Regions from separate parts of the Sus scrofa genome. Here all the other regions are linked to region 1. The links are chromatin contacts, called in public HiChIP or PLAC-seq maps. All regions are on one chromosome and are shown on one strand. Each heading gives the region's core, a stretch centred on a gene start, on an enhancer-like site or on the middle of the called end of the contact. The rest is flanking DNA. Distances are from core to core; before and after follow the strand shown.

The links. HiChIP or PLAC-seq counts read pairs in DNA pulled down with a chosen protein or histone mark.
Region 2: an H3K27ac HiChIP or PLAC-seq map of alveolar macrophages shows a contact between it and region 1. The contact joins the promoter of CFD here to the promoter of ARHGAP45 in region 1. A contact is called at or near these places in 2 of 47 Hi-C or Micro-C datasets (embryonic fibroblasts and epiblast stem cells) and 1 of 2 datasets of contacts at active chromatin or transcription factors (alveolar macrophages).
Region 3: an H3K27ac HiChIP or PLAC-seq map of alveolar macrophages shows a contact between it and region 1. The contact joins the promoter of MED16 here to the promoter of ARHGAP45 in region 1. A contact is called at or near these places in 2 of 5 promoter capture datasets (fetal liver and liver), 3 of 47 Hi-C or Micro-C datasets (embryonic fibroblasts, epiblast stem cells and liver) and 1 of 2 datasets of contacts at active chromatin or transcription factors (alveolar macrophages).

What each region holds. Positions count from the first base shown.
Region 1 is chr2:77,354,561-77,357,196 of Sscrofa11.1, forward strand. ARHGAP45 (minor histocompatibility protein HA-1) reads right to left here and starts at 1,334. Exons shown (of 23, transcript XM_003353961.4): 1 at 953-1,334; 2 at 1-64. The coding sequence starts at 1,042. It overlaps ABCA7 (ATP-binding cassette sub-family A member 7), which reads right to left. Exons shown (of 47, transcript XM_013994807.2): 47 at 2,601-2,636.
Region 2 is chr2:77,510,655-77,513,290 of Sscrofa11.1, forward strand. It overlaps CFD (complement factor D), which reads right to left and starts at 1,334. Exons shown (of 5, transcript XM_013994801.1): 1 at 1,010-1,334; 2 at 345-501; 3 at 114-258; 4 at 1-31. The coding sequence starts at 1,067. The region is part of intron 15 of MED16 (mediator of RNA polymerase II transcription subunit 16); the gene reads left to right.
Region 3 is chr2:77,489,613-77,492,248 of Sscrofa11.1, forward strand. MED16 (mediator of RNA polymerase II transcription subunit 16) reads left to right here and starts at 1,341. Exons shown (of 16, transcript XM_005661362.3): 1 at 1,341-1,484.

The DNA of each region.
Region 1 (2,636 bases), core at 84-2,583:
CACTTGGTGGTTCCAAGCTGGGTCCCAGGGACACTGTATCAGCCCCATCTCTCCTGGTTAGCTCCTGGGAGGGGAAGGGGAGCTGGTACAGCAGGTGTTCCCCCGACCCCAGGCCCTGCCTCAGTTTCCCCAGAGGTGAAGTGGGGCTCTGGAGGGTCTTCAGCCTGACTCCACAGGGGCAAAGGCCACAGGTCAGAGGGCTGAGATTTGGTGTCATGCCCCTCCCACACCTGTTACCCAACATCCTCTTCCCCAGAGCTTTCACAAACAACCGTCTCTGCCCCAAACCACAGCCAGGGGCGGTGCCTGCAGGGGTGCGGGGGAGGGGCACCCCACTTCCTGAGAGGGTAGGGAGGGCTAGGGTCTCCTTAGCTGCCCTCAGGCCAGGTCACTGCAGGCACACAGACTCATTGGTAATGATACCTTGAAGCCTGAACTCTAAAGGTTCAGCAGGCCCCCGAGTCTCACGGACGCCCCCAAAATTTACACCCAGGCCCTGTGCCCATGGGTCTCATCCCACACTCTGCTCCCTATAAACCTTCTGCCCATGGCAGTGCCATGGCTCTCAAATCTAATGGTGCCTGGAGGCCCCCAGTTCTGAGCCCCTACCCTAGAGTCCCAGACCCAATGTGCTCACACCCCTACACCCGCCCGGCACACTCCCGGGACCCCACAACCAGCCCTGGATAGGATGGTGGTGTGGTGGCCTCCCACAGGGCTCCTACCGTGAGCTGAACACTGGGGTCCCGGCCCATCCTGCGTGGCCCCTGCTGTCCAGCCCGATGGGGGCTGTAGCTGGCTCGAGCCCTCTGCTGCTGGCCCAGCATGGCACTGCCTGGCCCTGCCCGGCGGCCTGAGCACAGGGTGACCCCCCCCACCCTGTCCCCCTGCTGTCCAGGGGGCGCTCCAAGGTTCCCTGCCTGCTCCGCGCTCCCAGTGGAGGTTCACTCACCCCCGAGGGCTGTGGGCAGGGGCTTCCCGCCCGGTTCTTTTTTGAGATGGATGGGGTTTTCATGAGCTCTCGCTTCTTCCTGGAGAACATGGTGGGGCCGTGCCCAGCAGCCCCGAAGGGCCCGAGGGCGGCGGGCCGGGGGTCTCAGCGCTGCAGCTCCTGATGTTGGTGGCCTCAGGACCACATTGTCACCGGCCACCCCCTCCCCAGCTGTCAGGCCCACGTGACAGGCCCAGCCCTCATTGGCAGCGCTTCCCCCCACAGGAAAAGGCCTCCGGAGGCGGTGACGCAGACCCGCCCCTAATCCTCTCAGGCCTGGGCCTCAGCCTGCCCCTCCGCACAGTGGGCTTGAAGGTGGGGTCCTGGGCCCCGCCCCTAGCTTCCGCTTTCAGTAGCCCTGCGCGCGCATGTGAGATGAGGTTCCCCTGCCTGGTGCTGGCCCCAGACGAGCCCCAGGCAGGCACACGGCGGCCACTAGAGACGCTGACCTTCACTCGGAAGACCTAAATCACCCAGCAGAGCAGACACGCGTGCACAGTGACACACAGCGACACGGACTTGGTCCTAACACGTGCTCAGAAACCACCAAGCTCCCCAGATGAAACGGATACAGACACACCCGCCCTCCAGTTGCTGTTCCCTCATGGGTGTGCCCACCCTGCGTCCTCTGGAGAGCCCCTGTTGGGCCCAGGGCTGGGCCAGAGTAGGGCAGAGCGGTCACCCCCCTGTGCCCCACCTGCATTGGCCTCAGCCCAGCTCCCCCCAGCCGCATTCTACATCCTGGGCACACGCACTGACCCCTGGCCACCGGACCACTGGCCAGCAGCAGGGCTGATAAAATGCCTCAGGCCACCTCACCGTCTCCTCCCATCCCAGCCATGGCCACTCTCAGAACTGGGGCCAGAGCGGTGGGTACAGTTCCCCACCTCATTCTCCCCTCCCGGCACCCCCCTCCCCTGTGACCATCTCTTCTCTTGAGCCCCCAACTCTGAGCCTTCTCCCCTCTCCTTCCAGAGTCTCATCCACAAATCCCCAAACCCCAGTCCCTCCACCCTTCCCAACACTGGCCCCCACTGACCTCCAGTGGGAGGGGACGATCTCCAGGGCAAAGGGCATGCAGGCCACAGCCCCTCATGCCAAACCTGGCTCTCCAGGCCCAGGTCCATCCACAGACCCAGCCCAGAAGTCCCTTAAGGATCCTCTGACCACCACTCATGGCTCTGAAGGCCAGGATTGGGGGCAACGGCTGGCTGGTGGATGGGCTTCTGGCCTGGCTAGGAGGCCTGAGGTCCAGGCCACCCCTGCCGGGCTCCTCCAGCTGCCCCAGACATTCCTGAGCCCTGACCTCATGCCCACTTCATAACCAGCCACTCACAGGTACCGCCCTCAGGCGCCAGAACCATGTGGCCACTTAGGGGCTTGGGGTCCAGGGTCCAGGCTCTTAAGGGCACACCTGCACTGCACGTGTGACATCCCCAGGCCACCGCAGAGCCCTTCACAGCTAGGAGTTCAGTTGGCTAGGAGCCCCAGGCAGGCACACAGCAGCCACTGCAGAGACACTGACCCTCGCGCATACTTCATACTGCATCTGTGTCCCCACGCCCATGCCTCCACACACTCGGGTGGCAGAAACGTATACAGAGAACCATTTGTGGACAGGCATGCAGCCTGGAGCATGGGCACA
Region 2 (2,636 bases), core at 84-2,583, 160 kb after region 1:
CGGCAGGGCCCAGCTCGGCCTTCTCGGAGAGCTGAGGGTGGGGGCGGAAGCGAGCGTTAGGGGCAGCGCAGCCCCCAGTGCAGCTGGAGGGACTGCGGCTAGACTTAGCAGACCTTCAGCAGGAGGAGATCATGGTCGATGGTGTCAGGCTGGCTGTCTGGGTGGGGCACGGCGCGGAGCACGTCGTACAGGCGCTTCGAGGGCTCGGGCTGTGACAGGGAGTGCGCACCCAGGAGAACCTGCAGCTTCCCCTCGGCCCTGGAAGTGGAGTGGGCTCACATCAGAGCCATGTCCCCACCCGACACCCAATTCCCCCATTCCGCTCTTGGTCCTGGGCCACTCACACGTCCTCCAGGCAGTGTGCTGCACTCAGCACCCACTGCTCAGACACCAGGAAGCCTCCGCACACGTGCTTGCCGTTCACCTGCACCGATGCCATGTAGGGTCTCTCGTGGGACTTGGCCTCCTGGCCACCCAGGATCCGGCCACGGGGCTGTGCCACTGGAGGATGCAGGTCCGAGTGAGGGTGACTGCAGCCCAGACCTCAGATTCCCTCTAAGAGAGCGGCTCTGGCACCCTCAGACTGAAATTCCTTCCTTGGGATCCTCCCCAAAGAGTTGCAAACTCTGGGGGCCCAGGGAGGGATGCTGAAGAAGACAGACCGGGCGGTGGGGAGTGACAGTCTGGGGCAGACTCCGCGTACCTACACACTGGGCCCTAGAACTTCAATATAGACACAGACAAGTGGGGCTGATCAGACCCAACATCCTGCCAGCCGTTTGCTCCCAGCCTGGGCTTTCTGTTGTAGAACCAGAGGCTCTCTGAACTCACTAGATTCAAAGTTTTGAGAATTGCTTGGTTTTCAGAGCCTTCTGTTCATGTGGACCCTGCCCCCTCTCTGCCCACCTAGTGGGGCTGGAGGGCCATCCTCTTGAGCGGAGGGGTCCATGGCTGACTGCGCTGCAGGCTAGGGGCCCCCAGCTGGCACCCCAGTCCCGGGTCCACTCACCACATACAGCTGCTCCGAGGAGGATCAGGGCTGCCAGGTGCCCGGAGCGGTCTGCCATGATGCTGCTGTGGCCTCAACAATGGCCCAGGGCAGGGCTCTGGGGTTCTTTTATGAGGGTGGAACGGGGTGGGGGGGGAGCTCCCACAGGTCCTATCTGCCAAGTGGGCAGTGGCCCAGCTGAACAAAGGGAAGCCGTCCACGCCCTTCTCTCCCCCCACTTCCCCCGCCACAGTGCTGTGATTATCTTCCCCTAGACTTTGTACCAAGAGTAGATGGGCTGCTGGACCTGCCTGCCACCTCTGTCATTCTGTGGGAAGAGCCCCTCAGGATGGGCGGTGGGCAGAGCAGAGGGATGGACCCACCCACCCACCCACCCTGACCCCCAGCCCAGTCTCCCAGAGTGCCCTTCCAGCCCCAGAGTTTCGCAACAGCAGCTGGAGAGCAAGCCCAGTTTGTAAACAACCCACTTCCTCATTTTCTGCCCCTCCCTTCTTTCCCTTCCTCCTGCAACTTGGAGCTGAGGTCGGGTGGGGGGGAAGGTCATCCAACGCCCTTGTCCACATTGCTGTGACTCTGGGGCTTGACACCCTTTAAGTAGAATATTGTTGATGAGTAGGGACAGCTGGAAAGACTGTTGCATACAAGTGACAAAAAAATGGAGTGTAAGGGGCTGGAACCTTCAACAAGAAAATTTAAATGGAAAGTTTATGGGTCTACCTTCAGGTGTAGCTTAATCCAGGCACCTGAACAATGTTTTGTTTCTTTTTTTCCTCCTTGATGGGTTGTCTCCTCAGCAGTCTCCCCTGTTGTGGCCTCAGGGGCCCTAGACTCAGACCAATGGCCCAGTTATTCCCTCTGCCAATTCCCCATCACTCTAGCCAGCATCTCAAGGCGGCCTCTGATTGGTTGAGTTTGGATCTCATGCCCCTAAAGCAGCCATTGTGGGTTGGCAGGTTCTGATGAGCAGAACCTGGGTCACATGGTTCTCTGTAAGCTGGGGATGGTGGGTCAACATCTCATGAACCTCTTCGGGGGAGATGCTGTGTGTAACCACAAGGGTGGGGAGGACCGTGAACGTCCCCAGGAGGAACAGTGCATGGTATTTTCTCCTTTCCTTCTTTTTTCTTCATGGTGGACCATTTCACACATACAGAGAAAAATAGAAAACAGCATAACAAATGCAATTTGTTAGACCCTAAAATGTTTCCTTGCTCAAATCAGAAACTCTAAAACAAAAGCCCATTGGAATGTGGAGTGCAGATTATGTAAGTAAAAGGATTGGAAATTGCAGCAAAATTTGGAAATTACCCAAAAAGACAGAATGGTTCAGTAAATAACCCTGCAGATCCTGGGATGCTTTGTTGACATGGAAAGACCGCCAAGATATCGTATTAAGTGGAAAAAGCAGTTGTAGGGCAGTGGGTCACCTGCCTGAGCAGCTGGCCCTTGTGGGGAGAGGTGTTCTGAGGACAACCTTAGGGAGAAGCTGGAAGGCAGAGGGAACAGCACTAGTTAAGACCCTGAGGTGTCCCAAGGCAAAAGGTTGGGGAAGTGGAGGAAGGATTGTTTCCGTACCCAGTGAGGCCGAGACTGGCCTGGACCCCAACCCCTGATTGGGTCCTCCCCA
Region 3 (2,636 bases), core at 91-2,590, 140 kb after region 1:
CCAGTGTCTTTAAATTGTGTCACCCTGGGTTATCTGCTTTTATCCTGATTGCCCTTCTCACCTGGCCCCAATCAGGGGTCCCTGCTGTCCACAGGGCTCCTCACTGTTGAACCTCACCCTGATCTCCATTTCCCTGAAGATGGATTATCTGCCTCAATTACTGGGAATCCTGCAGGTGACATTTGTCTCTTTCCCCCTGTGTATTTATTTATTTAACTGTTTATATCAGTACAGACGCCTGGACATTCGCTTTCTTGTTTGGGTTACAACACAATATCCTTTCATTTTGTTGCTCAGATTGTTCCAGGTTTGGATACTGGGAGCTCTTTCAGTGATTCCTGTCTCACTGAGGCGGGGTATTTATTTATTTGAGCACCGGGCTCCTCTGCATATTTGTGCTGCCTTCTAGAACCAGGCATTTCGCCCAGGAGCCCAGTTCCTTTCACTGGGGCAACGTTTAGAAACCAAGAACTGGGTGCTAAGTGTGCTGAGTTCCATTTTAACAGGCATTTTAAAAAGTTTTAAACACAGATGCTAAATAATGGAAATCCAAATGGCTCAGAGGACATCAGGAGATACTGGATTAACCAGCTTGGAGGCTCCCACCTGTGAAGGGGACCGAATTTCTGGTGCCTGGAGGCCAGTCTGGACTTCAGGGCGCGGGTGTGGTGGCTCTAGGGGACTCCACAGGCCTCCTGCACTGACACACAGACTCGGTCCTGCGGCTGCCCCTAGCTGGCTGTTTTCTTCCCACTCCGATTCCCTGAGCCCGGCCCCCATACCTTTGCCCAGGCGCTAACTGCAGCCCAGTACACCTTCCCCGAAATATCAGGAGGTCTTCCTAGAAAAGACTTTCCCAACTGGGGAGAGCCCGACAGAAAAAGAACCAGCTTTTGATAGCGGGAGACGAGTGAATCCAGAGAAGCCCACGACTGGTTAAGCCGTCTTGCTTACGGGGAAAAGAAGCAAGGAAAAGCAAAATATGGAACGCTTCACGAATTTGCGTGTCATCCTTGCGCAGGGGCCATGCTAATCTTCTCTGTATCGTTCCAATTTTAGTATATGTGCTGCCGAAGCGAGCACGACACCGGGGTTAACCCGACCGCTATTTATAGGGCGGAGTATAAAATACTTTACGCTAAGGGTGAATTCCGTTTAGAAGAAAAATACTCAGTAACTTGTCTCTTCTTTTCTGATATCAGTGCAACAATAGCTTAACAGAATGAGGCTACTCACTGAAGTTGAGAAAGTGTTCTTTCACGAAATATAATTCGGGTGGCTGTTGGGAAACTATCAATGTATGTATGCAAATTATATCGGTAGTGGGGCGGGGCCGGAGCCGCTGCTGTCCCAGAAGTCTCCGGGAAACGGCCGCGCTACGTGGGCGACTCGTTGATCCGGGGAAGATGGCGGTGCCGTAGCCGCGCCGATAGGTGGAGTGCAGGCCGTGGCCGTCCGCTCGGCTGGGAGAACAGGCCGTCCCGGTGAGCGGGGACTGGGGACTTGGGCGTTGGGCCGGCCTCAGGACGGTGCCTACGGCCGCGGCGGCGACTAGCGGGCCGGGGGCGGGGCCTGTAGGGTTAGAGGGCGGGCCTGGAGAGCAAGGGGTGCTGGGTACGCGCCCGGGAGCACGTTGGGCGGGGGGGGGGGGTCGCGACGGAAACTTGGGGGAAAGTCTGAGGCGTCTGGGAATCCGGGCACTCCGAGCTGGGGAAAATCGGGGCTGGGCCTGGAACCTGATCAGGGGTTGGGAGGTCTAAGGCTGTATTTTCCTGGGGAGGGGCCTGGGGATTCTGGTGGGCTGGAAGGCGGCCACTGGAGACCAGCACCTGGCTATTGGGTAGTGGTCCCTGGGGTGGAGCCTGAAGTGGCAAAAAGAGGCGGGACTTGGAGGGTTGGGAATTTGGAGGTGGTTATAGGGAGGCGAGTTGTTTGGGAGACCCTGGGGAGAGAACAAATTTAAGCTATCCCTGGGAACACAAGGGGCAAATTGGGACTGGGGTCTGGAAAGCAAATATTGTAGGGGGCGGGGCTGGAGAGCTTTGAGGGCAGAGCTTAAAGACTGCTGAAGGGGCCTCTGGGCAGGGCCTTGGGGTTCCTGGCCAAGGCTTGAGGAAGCGGGAGGCCTGGGGGAAGTGATTGAGAAAGATGGGTTGGTCATACAGTCTCATTGGGTTCTGGTAACGGTGAAAATAACCGTAATCAATGCCCGGCACATAGACAGCAGGTGGAAATGTTCATTGTTTCCGTTGCGGTTGTTACCTTTGAAGTGCTGCACCAAGCTGCTGCCTGCCCCCCATCCTGCCTCCTTGCCTCTGCCAAAGGCTTCTCTAAGGATAGAGCAGTCCCACCTCTCCTCACTGCTTCATGGTCCCCATCATTGTTCACCTGGACTGGCATGGTCACCCCCACCCTGTCCCTAAGCCTTTCTCTCCAGACAGCCAGAGGGGTGTGTGAAACATAAGAAGGTCTCAGCTCCCCTGGGGCTCCCACCTCACTCAGGGTGAAAGCGCAGGCCCTGCATGACCCACCCCACCCTCACTTTACCCCTCCCTTCCTCTCACTCAGTTCCAGCAACATGGGCCCCCTGCCGCTCCTTGATGACCCTGGGCTTGGTCCAGCTTCTGGGCCTTTGC